Linked DNA regions of Mus musculus: region 2 is linked to region 1. Evidence: chromatin contacts called from public ChIA-PET data. All regions are on one chromosome and are shown on one strand. The core of a region is the stretch at or near the end of the contact, and the rest is flanking DNA. Distances in the headings are between cores, read along the strand shown. Region 1 holds the start of Casp8 (caspase 8). Region 2 overlaps Trak2 (trafficking protein, kinesin binding 2).

The links. ChIA-PET counts read pairs in DNA pulled down with a chosen protein or histone mark.
Region 2: an RNA polymerase II ChIA-PET map of effector CD8 T cells shows a contact between it and region 1, with 4 times the contacts expected there. The contact joins the enhancer-like site here to the promoter of Casp8 in region 1. A contact is called at or near these places in 1 of 39 promoter capture datasets (the SN4741 cell line), 2 of 15 datasets of contacts at CTCF or cohesin (the NIH/3T3 cell line and large pre-B cells), 13 of 115 datasets of contacts at active chromatin or transcription factors (the 230-238 cell line, the SCID.adh cell line, bone marrow-derived macrophages and 7 more) and 4 of 9 other capture datasets (adipose tissue, embryonic trunk, liver and 1 more).

Annotation. Positions count from the first base shown.
Region 1 is chr1:58,792,479-58,798,942 of GRCm38.p6, reverse strand. It overlaps Casp8 (caspase 8), which reads right to left and starts at 3,569. Exons shown (of 9, transcript NM_009812.2): 1 at 3,205-3,569.
Region 2 is chr1:58,953,818-58,960,281 of GRCm38.p6, reverse strand. All of the region lies in intron 1 of Trak2 (trafficking protein, kinesin binding 2), which reads left to right. Among named protein-coding and RNA genes, the nearest start is that of Trak2, 16 kb to the left of the region's middle. Within about 2 kb of position 3,786, at least 91 of the 459 cell types and tissues checked have an H3K27ac peak or open chromatin away from gene starts, as enhancers often do. A contact at or near this core is called in the 230-238 cell line, bone marrow-derived macrophages, effector CD8 T cells and 3 more, where this site is marked.

The DNA of each region.
Region 1 (6,464 bases), core at 2,320-4,819:
GTGGTGGTCTGAATGAGAACAGCCCTTACTGGAACTCTTTGAGAAGGATTAGGAGGTGTGGTCTTGCTGGAAAAAGACATATCACTGGGGGTGGGCTTCACCGTTTCAAAAGCCCATGCCAGGCCCAGTTTCTCACTCTCCATTGGCCTGTAACTTGTGGATCAGGTGAGCTCAGCTACTGGTCCAGCCAGCACTTTTCCTGCCTGCCTGTCCCCATGCGCCCCACAATGATGATAATGAACTAACCTTCTGAAACTGGAAGCAAGCTCCCAATTAAATGCTTTCTTCTAAAAGTTGCCTTGGTCATGGTGTTTCCTCATAGCAACAGAAAAATTAAGACATATGGGAAAAATAATTAAGATCAGGGCAGAAATTAATGAAACAAACCAAAACAAAACAAAAAATTTCACAAAGAATTAAAGAAGCAGAGTTGATATGAAGAAAAGATTAAAAACAACAAACAAACAAACTAAACCAAGCAAAAGAGAGAAAACCCACATTAACAAAGTTAGAAGCAACAAGGAAGACATTACAACTAATATCAATGAAATTTAGAAAAATCATATGAATATACCTGAAAAACTTTCATTCTACCTGCTTTTAGAATCTTAAAAAAAATAAAAGAATTAATTTCTAAAATTTTATTAACTAGCAAAAATAGGCCCCAGAAGTGTTTCACCTCTGATGGGCCTAGAGTCCTGCCTGGGCTTTGAGGGTTTGCTGACTTCCACAGCTAAGTCTTACTGTTACACAGGGATGTTCTCCTTGCTCCTAGTTCGATAGTTTCTACTTACAGCTAAAACAGAACAAAACAAAACAAAACAAACAAACAAACAAACAAAAAAACAAAAAAAACCAACCAACCAACCAACCAAACAAACAAACAAACAAAAAATAAGCCTAAAGTCAAAATCAGGGCTTTCCTACAGCAAACTCCCCAAAGAGGCAAACCCTGGGTCCTTCATTGTGTGAGCAAACCTGTGTACAAACACATAAGCTCCTTGCTGGGAATTAGTTAAAATATTTTCTGGTGTTAAAGAGAAGAAAAAGAAAAGGACTTTGAAACTGTGTTTTCTGCTACCTAAAATAGAATGTAAACTTTCAGAGTAAAGAGCGCCAACTTCACAGCTGAGGGAACTGAATGAGGCGCCCAAAAGCATATGTCCACCCTCGATGTCTGGGCAAAGGTGACACCATCGTACCAGGACCTTTAGCTGGCATTTGATTCTGCCCAGGAACCTGGGCACCATGGAAGCAGCAAAATCAAATCCTGTCTGTGGCCCAGTCCACTCCAGGAGTTACTATAGTTTTCCCAGCATCCTCTATAACCTCTACCCCAGTTCTGGCTCACTGTTTTCTGAGAATTTCCTGTCAGAGACCACGAACTTCCTGTGAGTGCAGCAACTGAAGCTCTCATGGTAATACTTGAACCACATAACAACAGCCTGAAAATCATCAATGAGAAGATACTGTGTAAAGAGGCAATGAACCTCTGTACAGGGGCAATGGGGGTGTGGTCTTGCTGGAAAAAACACATGGAGCTCCCCTATAGGCACTAAGCCCATGAGAGCATAGGATGACACATCACATGGGTCAGTAAATCCGAGGAATGTCAAATAAAGCAAGAAGATGCCCACTTTCTTATTAGAATTTCTTTTAAGTTGGAAGATTAAAAAAAAAGAAAGAAAGAAAAGAAAAGAAAAAGAAAAAAGAGCAACCTGATAGGGTGAGGTGGTCAGGCTATGCAGGCTGCTGGAGAAATCATATTAGTTCCTGGAGTGAACCTACCCACAAACAGAAATTACTGGGCAAAATCAAATAACAGCTAAATGGCCTGCTATGGGGTCACCTTTCTCCCTCCTGGGAAAGAGACATGGGAGACACACAGCCATGACCAGCAACTCCTCTGTGTCCACATACGAGTTCTTGAGTCTTCTTTAAATAGGTTTGTAAGAAACGGGAGCACTAATCGTCCTCATGCTAATTCAATCAATGCCATATTTATTTAAAAAAAGAAAGATTTGTCGATGAGACAACTCAGGAGTTTAAGAGCACTCAATGCTCTTGCAGACCACCTGGGTTCAGTTTCCAGCACCCATATAATGGCTGAAACTGTCTGTAAATCCAGTTCAAGGAATCTGTGCCGCCACCCCCCCCCCCCCCGCCCAGTACCAGGTGCACATACATACATGCAGGCAAAATACTCATACTCATGAAATTAAAATAGAAATAAATAATTTTTTAAAGAATGAAACTGAGACCTAGCCAAGCAGAAGGCACTTAGAGGACTCCCTTTAAAAAGACAAAAAAGAAAAAGAAAAAAAAGAAAGAAAAAAGAAAAGAAAAGAAAAGAAAAGAAAAGAAAAGAAAGGAAGGAAGGAAGGAAAGAAAGAAAGAGAAAGAAAGAGAGAGAGAGAGAGAGAGAGAGAGAGAGAGAGAAAGAAAGAAAGAAAGAAAGAAAGAAAGAAAGAAAGAAAGAAAGAAAGAAAGAAAGAAAGAAAGAAGAAACAGAAATATGACTGTATGATAATTCCTTACAGGTACTTAACAAGCCAGTCACCCTTACAACTGCTTAGCACGTAGAGGAATTACCGGCCTCAGGTCACCTGTAGCCCCCTCCCTCCCTCCTCTCTCATCCCCTCTCTGTGGGGGTTGGGGTGAGGGGGTGGGGGGTTGGTGTTTTAAGTGCAGAGCTAGTGCCCTACGACCCCCCACCCCCTGTACTGCCAGCACTCAGGAGGTGGAAGCAAGGTCGTAAGTTCAAGAAGCCTGAGCTTCTGCAGGAAATCATGAAACCAAAGAGGGACAGAGGGAGGGAGGGAGAGAGGAAGAGGAGAGGGAGGGAGAGGAGAAGGCAAAGAGAAGAAGAGGGAGAGAAAAAGGGAGGGGAGATGTTGGAGGAGAAGGAGAAAGGAAGAGAGAATTTGGGATTAGAGTTGATGGACGTCTGAGTTGGGAAGAGCACGAAAATCGCCGGAGGAAACGCAGCTCAAGCTAGAGGACTCCCCGGAGGATTAACTCAGCTCCAGGTCCTGAGCCAAACTACAAAGAAAGTAAGCCTAAGAAGTCCAATAAAGTTTTCTGGAGAGGCGGCGACGGCACCCCGATGGCTGCATTTCGGGGAGCGCCACGCGAGATCGACACCCACCGGTGGGATCTCGGCCCGCTGGTGGGAAAGGAACCCGACTGCTCTGCAGCACTCACCTGTGGCCGAGTACCTGCCGCGCCGGTCACAACTCCAGCTCGGGCGAGGCCTCCGCTGGCTTGGGCTTTCCGAGCCTCCAGCCCGGGCCGGCGCTCCCCAGAACTGTACTCACTTCCTGTTCCACGCCGGCTCACAGAGGTTTGCTACCGATTCCGAGAAGCTGGACTTTTAAGCACCGAAGTCAGAATGAAAGACAACTGAGAGAACTAGGGCATAGGGGACAGAAATGCCTCCGAATGTTTAGAGGCGTTTGAGTTAATCATTAGAGGTGGCATCCTGGTGCCAGCCCTAGAGGCCATAGGCTGCTTCGCTTTCTGCCCGCCTTAAGAGCTCCCGCCAGTTCTGGAGGACACTTCCTTATTCCCCCAGTCCAACCACACCTCCTTTCACGCAGAAACCCTCTGCTCTAGAAATGTCAGCACTCTCGGAGGTAGGGACAGGAAGATTAGAACAAGCAAGTTCCAGGCTATCCCAGAGACAGTGGAACCAGAGCTAATGGAATGAACGAACGAACACACACACACACACACACACACACACACACACACACACACACAAAGTTTAAAGGAGCCAACTACAAGAAGAAAGTGATTTCACACTGAACCAAACAACCAGCTATGCTGAGGGCCTAGGTCAGATCCATCAGGATCGCTGATTGTTGGTTCAGTCTCTGTGAGTGCCTATGAGGCCAGGTTAGTTGATTCTGTGAGTTTTCTTGTGGTGCCCTTGAGCTCTGATTCCTACAATCCTTCCTCCCCATATCCTGTAGGATTCCCCAAGCTCTGCCTATTGTGTGGCTGTAGGCCTCTCTGATGGCGACTATGTTAGATTTCTGTCTACAAGTATGGCAGAATATGATTAGAAAACATTTCATGCTTTTTTTTTTTTTTTTTTTTTTTTTTGGTCATGTTCAGTTCTATCTTAGCTGTCTGGGGCATCCAGCCTCTTGTTCCTGACCTCCATGAATTCAGTGTCAGAGGTGGCCTCCCTCTTGTGGCACAAGTCTCAAGAGAGACTAGTAATTGGATGGAGACTCCCACAAGTTCTGTGCCATCTTTTCTCCAGCACATCCTGCAGGCAGGATAAATGGTAGGTCAGAGGTTTGGGGTCTGAGTTGGTGTCCCAGTCTCTCCACTGGAAGGCTTGCCTGGCTACAGCAGACAGCTCCAAACCCCTCATTACTAGGAGTCATAGCAAGGGTCACCCTGATAGGTTTCTAGCCCCCACATTCCAGTCTTCTCTGCCATACTCTCTCCCTCCATCCTCGCCCAACCTGATCCCTCTGCTCCCATCCCCACATGCCCCCAGTTCCAATCCCATGATACCTACTCTATTTCTCCCTCCTAGGGAGATGGCTCCTTGTTACTTAGCCTCTCTGGGTCTGTGGATTGTAGCATGATTATCTTGTAATTTATAGCTAATGTCTGCTTATAAGTGAGTACGTACCATGCTTGTCTTTCTGGGTCTGAGTTACCCCACTCAGGATAGGTTTTTGTTTTTGTTTTTGTTTTCTGGTTCCATCCATTTGCTGGCAAATTTCATGATGTTAGGGGTTGTTTGTTTGGTTGTTTTGTCTTGTTTTTTTAACTCTGAATAATTCTCCATTGTGTAAATATACCACATTTTCTTTATCTCTTCTTTGTTTAGTGTATCTGGTTTTATGTTGAGGTTCTTGATACACTTGGACTAGAGTTTTGTGCAGTCAGGGTGGTAGATATAGATCTATATCCAGTTAGACCAGCACCATTTGTTAAAGATGCTTTCTTTTTTCCATTGAATAATTCTGGATTTCTTTATAAAAACTCAGGTGTCCATAGGTGGATTTACATCTGGGTCTTCAATTCCATCCCATTGATCAACCTGCCTGTTTTTATGCTCATACTGTGAGGTTTTTATTACTATAGTTCTGTAGCAGAGCTTGGAATAGGGGAAGTCAATATCTTTTATTGTACAGGGTTGCTTTTAGCTACCCTGGCCTTTTGTCTTTCCATATGAAGCTAAATACTATTCTTTCAAAGTCTATAAAAATGTGCTAGAATTTTGAAGGGGATTATACTGGATCTCCAGGTTGCTTTTGGTAAGATGGCCATTTTTACTATGTTAATCCTACCTATTCATTAGCATGGGAGAGCTCTCCACCTTTTGATATCTTTTTCAATTTCTTTAAATACTTGAAGTTTTTGTCATGTTTTCCACTTGTTTAACAAAAGATATTGTACATTATTTGTTGTTATTGTGAAGGATGTTGTTCCCCTGATTTATTTCTCAGCCTTTTTATCATCTGGATATGGGAGGGCTAGTGCTTTTTGTTGTTGTTTTGTTTTGTTTTTGAGTTAATCTTGTATCTAACCACATTGCTGAAGGTATTTAGCAGCTGTAGGAGTTCCATGGTGAAATTTTGGGGGGGTCACTTATGAATGCTATCATGTCATCTGCAAATATCAATACTATAGCTTTAATTTGTAATTTCCTTTAGTTGTCTTATTGCTAAAACTTCAAGTATTATACTGAAGAGATATGGAAGGAATGGACAGCCTTGCCTTATCCCTGATTTTAGTGGAATTGCGTTAAGTTTCTCTCCATTTAATTTGATGTTGGCTATACTCTTGCTGTAAATTACCTTTACTATGTTTAGGTATGTGCCCTGTATCCGTGATCTCTCCCAAGACTTTATCATGCAGAAGTGTTGGATTTTGTCAAAGGCTTTTTCAGCATTTAGTGGGATGACCGTGTGGATTTCTTCTTTCAGTTTGTTTATATGGTGGATTATGTTGATGAGTTTTCATATGTTGCACCATCCCTGCATCTCTGGGAGGAAGCCTACTTGATCATAGGAGATGATTTTTTGAAGTTGTTGTGCCAGGAAATGCCTACTCCACCATGGGACTGGCCTCCATCTTAAAGAGAGAAAAAAAAAAAGCCTAAAAACTTGACCTACAGCAGAACCCAAACTGCACCCACATACCAGGAAGGACCCCTCAGCTTGTCCTTGGCCAGAGTTACTCCCTAGCTACTTCCTAGCATCAGCCAATCAAAGATTAGTCTGGTTGTTTCAGATGTACTTTCAGACCCTTTGTGATTCTATACTGTCTTGTTTCAGAGCACCCACCTGTCGGCTTATAGCCATTCTATGAGATGCTTGCCAGACCAGACACCCCTTCCCCACCCCCTCACTTGCTCCCATTTTCCTATAAAACCTTGTCCTGCTGAGGATTCGAGGCTGCTCTGCCTTCCCTTTCGGTCCTGCTGTGTCAGAGTT
Region 2 (6,464 bases), core at 2,537-5,036, 160 kb before region 1:
GTACTGGTTAGTTCATATTGTTGATTGCTACTGATATTTCTAATTTAAAGTTATGAAATGCCAGTTTGAGCTAAAGATTGAAACATGAGCTATGATTGCCATGGAGTGGGAAATGAAGGTCTTTGAAGTAATGTGACTTCTAGGGTGAGAAAGAGGAGGGCTCGTGAGAAAATCTTGAAATGTGGGATAGTGACTGTTAAAGGTAGTAGAGAAAGACTCAAACACCCCAGTTAATTGCGTCCCTCAAGCTTGGAACCCAGTTGTCTCCTGAGTTAACAGTAGCCATAGCTCAAAAAGTTATCTATTCTTTGTTCTCTGAATTTTATTGTTAAACAAAAATTATCCATTACATATAAAATTTCACTCAAAAAGTAACATTAGGGACTAGAAAGATGACTCAGCAGTTAAGAGTTCCATTCCCAGCCCAGTGGCTCACGACAGTCTGTAACTCCAGCTCTAGGGCATCTGGTATCCTCTTCTGAGCTCTGTGGGCACCAGGCATGCATGGGATGCACAAACCAGGTAAAACACTTACACACATAAAAATAAAAAACAAATCTTGTCTTAAAATTCTAAAGATCTTTGACAATTGGCTTTGCAAAACAAGGCTTAGGTTTATGACAAATATAATTGAAAATTCTTTTGTGTGGTAGAATTACATTAAAATACTTACATGTCTTAGATATGCGGAGCTGCATGTGTTTATAAAGATGTTTATAGTAAACATGCCTGCATCCTGAGCGTCACCCAGCCCTCTTTAAACTGTACTGCAGTTCTGGATGGTCCTGCACTCAGCCTCCTGTGTTTGAAGAGCATGGCGCCTGGCCCTGTGCTCTGGGCACCTGACGCAGGGTCCTGCACGCAGCCTCCTGTGTTTGAAGAGCATGGCGCCTGGCCCTGTGCTCTGGGCACCTGACGCAGGGTCCTGCACGCAGCCTCCTGTGTTTGAAGAGCATGGCGCCTGGCCCTGTGCTCTGGGCACCGACGCAGGGTCCTGCACTCAGCCTCCTGTGTTTGAAGAGCATGGCGCCTGGCCCTGTGCTCTGGGCACCGACGCAGGGGAGCTTCTGCTTCTAAAACCTCCGAGTTCTGCGGTTTTTACGTAACTGAAGGATTTGTGATGATTTTAATACCAAAACCAAATTATTTTTATTCTTAAAAGATATAGAGAATAGATGAGCATACATTTCTTCTCACTCTTTCTGTTTAGCATTTTGATATTCCTTACTGCTGCCCTGAAATTGCTGTTCTCAAGGGGTCGGAGCTGTTTGATTTCCCAGGACAGCCTTAAGCCTGACAGCATGATTGCATCTGTTTAGTTAGTTGTTAGTATTCTGTGGCACTAGAAGCTCAGCTGCCAGCCCCTTTTGTAATCTAGTATCTTAGTTTTGCCACTCAACATTGAAAGTGCTTTCTGGCTTGCTGGGCTGGGTTTGTTTCTTCCCAGAAGTACAGACCTATTTCAGTACCTACAGAACCTGTCACATAAAATGCCTCCTCTCAAGATGTTTTCTGGTTTTGGTTAAGGGACTCCACAAGCATGTTATAGTACTTACTCTGTGTTACCCATGTTTTAAAGACCTCTGTCCATTTTTTACCATTTTATCAATTTTATCTGTTGCTGTAGTTAAACAGATACACATTTTCCTTGTTTAAAAAGATTTTGAGGTAACTGATGATTTTATTAATATCCTGTGATGTAAATTTTGACAAAAGTACCCTATGAGCTAATATTTTAATGTGTCTGTGACTCACATGTCAGCAGAATATCAAGAGCAGTGATTCTCAACCTTCTTAAAGCTGCAAGCCTTTAACACAGCTCCCCATCTTGTGGTGACCCCCATCCCAACCATGAGATTATTTTTGTTGCTACTTCATAACTAATTTTGCTACTGTTGGGAATCATAATGTAACTCTCTGACATGCAGGATATCTGATATGCAGCCCCTAAAAAGAGTAATTTAACAGCCTCCACAAAGGGTCATGACCCACAGATTGAGGACTGCTGCTCTAGACCCACCAAGACGAAATGGACAGCCAAAACCCTCCCTAAGCTCTCTGCAGTCCTGGTAGTCCTGTGGCCTCTGAGCTGCTACCTGTGCTGATTTCTGTTCTCTCTGCTTAGGAAAAAGGAAGGCCAGTTGCTCTCCTAGTCTCATGCAGAGCAGCTTAGCCTCCTTTGACCTTCAACCCTGAATGACCTTTCCACATATTCCCTGGTGGTTGGGCTGGGCTGCAAGGCAGTCTTGGCCCAGGCACTTACTAAACATTTCCCAACTACTTTCTCCTGATCGAAGCTCTACTGTTTAGCAGTGGACAGTGTGGACTTAGTAAAATTTAATGATAAAAGTTGCTTTTTAGTAACAACTTTTTCAGTTAAATAGTCTTACAGCTATTTAAATATTGCATATTAAACTTGTAAGAAATCTGTCTTGAAAAACTTTGATTAAAATGTAACTTTTATACTACATGCCATATGTAACTCTTTTGCCAAGTGGCACAGAGAAGATAATGCCTATTTAACAGGATAGAATTTAAACATCAAATTGTTTTTCTTGAAAAAAAAGAAGGCACCACTGTTTGCTGAATGCGACACTAGTTTGCCCATTTGAAGTCTATATTTAACATTATTTTCCATCCCATTTCCTTTGAATAAGCTATCATATGACTATCCCTAAATAACTTGACTACCAAAAGTACTGGATGGTCATCCAGTTGCTAACCATTCATGACAGTGAGACTGAGGAGATAGAGGAAAGAAAGACAGGAATCTAAAGATGTATAAACATCAGGCAAGTCTGGTTTAGTATCTTCCTCCAGCCTCTCCCCCTCCTGTCACCTCTGCTTCCTGAGGGCTGGAATTACAGGCATGTGCCACCACATCTGGTTGTTTTAAGCATTTTAATATAACCCCTTGTCCTTGACTCTGTGCCATCAAGCGTCAAATGAAATTCCTGTTGAGAAGTGTAGTTTTAAAAGCATGGCTTCCTCAGTTTGCTTCCATGTGATGTGTAGGGGTAGTATCCTTGTGGCCTTCTAATCTGTGCGCAGACATGCCATGGCTTTGGTTCTAGATCCGAAGGCAGCCAGGAAGAGCTTGGGTCAGAGTTAGCTCATCTTATAAATGAAGATTTAGGGGTTTTTGTTTGTTTGTTTGTTTTGCTTTGTTTGTTTTTCTAAAGAATTAGCAAAAGAGAACAGCAATCTCATACAACAAATGGTATATGGCTTTTCTAAAGCTTTCAGTACCTGACTCTTAACAGGAAATGTTTGCTGAGTCTTGTTACAGATTCTCGAGTTTTAAAGTGAATTAATAACCGCTAATTGTTTAGAGATCATCAATGGAAATAATGGTTGATTGTATAATTAAATATTCTAAATACTGGATACTCGTAAATACAATGTCTAGGTTAACATGGAAAAAAGATAAATATTTCTCTAGCAGCTAAACATTGTATCTTGTGAATGATGGTGAAACATCATGAATAATTTTCATTTGATTCTTTGTATGCTGTCTTAAATTTCTAGATGCATTTATTGTATTTATAGTGAGAAACAAAAATACGTACTTGAATATGTACATGTTGTTTTCGTTTGTGTTGGAAAGGTAAAATAACTGAACAGAAATGCACAGTGCAGTTGGTAGCCAATTTTGGCAGATGAAATAGAGGAATACACTTTATTATGCTTCGTTCTTAAACCCTTAGCATGTCCGACCTAAACCTGGCAAACAGTGCATTAGAGCACTTCCTAGGCAGCCAAGCCGCTAACTCCTGAGAACATCCGCCCTGCGGCTTTGCACTTGCTTTGCCCCTTACGTTAGTTGAACCTGACTGCTGAGGAGCAGTTAAGTCACATCAGGAAACGTGGTGGCGTTTTGAGAAATGTGCCAGGAAGTGTGCCACAGAGTTCCCATTGCAGAACTGTGTGTGCATGTTGGTGTGTCCAGGAACAAGCTTAGCCTAAGAACGGAAGGGTGTAACAGTAATTATATGGCTCACTGATAAAAGAGCAGTGGGCTTTAAACAGTTTATGGGTTTTTAATACTTCTTTTTTAAACTTATATTAAGCTTATACCATCAAAGTTCCATCTTCCTCACATTAAAGGTAAACATTTCAATATGTCTATACATACTAAGTGTGCAAATTAAATGTGGAAAATATTTCACGCATATAAGTGGAATTGATTGTTGCTTTATTCAGTTAGCATTTGATTCTGGTGCATGTTGCCCTACAGTGTATCTCTACCCCATTTTACCTGCACTTTGAAGAGTAGGCTTTGCCTTCCTGTCATCAACAGTGCTACGGGAAACAACCTCCAGCCATGTCTCTATGTAGGTGACATCACAGTTCTTTGGAGTAGATAATAAACCTAGGGGCAGAAGCTCTTGCTGTAAGGTTGCCAAGTCACTCCTGATAGTCTTTGAATGGCTGCACCAGTCTGGATTGTGTGGTGGAAAAAATTTTGTATAAGAAGCTCTTTTAGAGCACTAGTTACAGAGCCGTGTGGTTCTTCTTTGAGCCCCTACATCATGGCTAGTGGCAGCTGCAGAGACTGCATAGCAGTCTACTGTAAAAGGGGTGTGCATTTGAGAAGGGCTCTTAGCAGGGTAGATGGAGAGACGCTGCTCTGAGTTATGCATCTTCTTCGTCCAGACAACCAGGTGCCAGGAATGGTTTGTTTCCAATTTATGTTTCTACCTCCTGAGTACTTAAATTTATACTATATTTTTTTAAAACCTAATTGGGCCAGGAGATGGCTTAGCTGGTAAAAGAGGGACTGTACTTAATGTTTCTCACTTTCAACTTTGAATATCAATATGTGCATGCATTAACATGCTTGGCTTTTATAGTATTAAGAGTTCATAGTATAAAAAATAAAATCCAATGGTAGTAGTAATCTCTATTAAATGCAATATTTAGTGCTTAACACACCTGGAATTTGAATTTTCAAGAGTAGGGACCACACTGCCTTTTGGAGGAAAAGTTCATAATAGCCCTTTGCTTTGGGGTTTCCCCTCGTGGACATGAAAGTGACCATAGAGAGCTTGTTTTCTGTGAGTGAGCAGCTCATGTGCCTTGCCTGCAAAGCCTGCCTCATTGTTGCTTTTTAGACCTTTCAACTGTATTTAGGACGGAATCATGGAGTCATTCGAAGGTCTTGAATCACAGATACTTATCAGCACTCTCCTATTTTCTTCCCATTTCATTTGTTGAACAAAACACAGAGAAACAGTATCCATTGCTACTTGGGTAGTTGAGCTGGACAGCTTCAAAACTACAGATAATGCGCATATCTTTGTTTAGGAATTACCAGGCCAAACTTCTCCAAATTTCTTAACTGTATGACAAGCAGTAACCCCTTACATGCTGCAGTGGGCAGGACAGAAAGTCTTGTCCTGGCCTTGTAGATTAACTTTCTTACAAATCTTCTGAAGCGCAGACTCTCCTTACAACTTGTAACTGGGTTTTGAGTGAAGTTGCTTTGTATAGTGCTTGATGGGCGTGTATGAAGAAAGGCAGGGGGGCAACCCCAGCGCTGAGTGAATTAGGCAGGGTGGCATGAGTCTCATCCCTTCGTTCCAGAGCTGGAAGCAGGAGGATCAGAAATCCAGGATCATCCTCAGCTATAGAGCAAGTTTAAAACCAGCCTGAGCTACACAAGACCATGTTTCAAAAAGTATACAAATATTACAAGTTTCCCTTTACCTTAAAAGCAGTGGCAATAACAGATTCATGGATTCATGTAGGACTAGCATACAAAATTAAAATATCAGTTCACACACGTTGTACATAATAGAGATGGTAATGAAGGACAGTTCTGTGGCGATTGAAGATAGAGGCCTCTGCCATTAATGGTCAGCAGCCAGGGGTGAAGAAACAGAATGATCTGATGTGGTATGGGCAGAGGACCACTCCAAACAGCAATTGCCTCCTCAGAGGGTGATTCGGGTCAAGCTTAGGATGTAAGAGCTTAAAGGCTAAGTGTACATAGGGGATGACAGAGGGCATCTGTGGAAACTTATCAGAACTGCAGACGGTGCCCTGGGCTCAAGCCTTTCTTATCTCCAGGTGACGCTCTGCTGTGGACTCCTTCCTTGCCAGAGGTTACCTCCCTTCTGGTGGTGGAGATTGTGGAAGGGAGGAGTTACCTACCTCAACAGATGTTGATGTTAGCAGACAAATAAGCCCAAAATATATCCTGTAGGAAGCCTGAATCTTATTCATGGTTTGGGATGCTTAAGTCATAGATTCAACAGCCTTTGGGGTCCACTCTGTCTATAATCAGAAGCGGCTTCCTTATATGTCATATTATGAAAACACTACTGGCCGCTAAATTGAAAGTAGGAAACAGGAACACGGACAGATAGCTGCTAGAACAGCTGTGCTGGGCGTAGCCCATTCGCTGCTACCTCACTGCTGGGTGCACTATGTGTTCTCCACCTTCAAGATGTCTTCTGCTC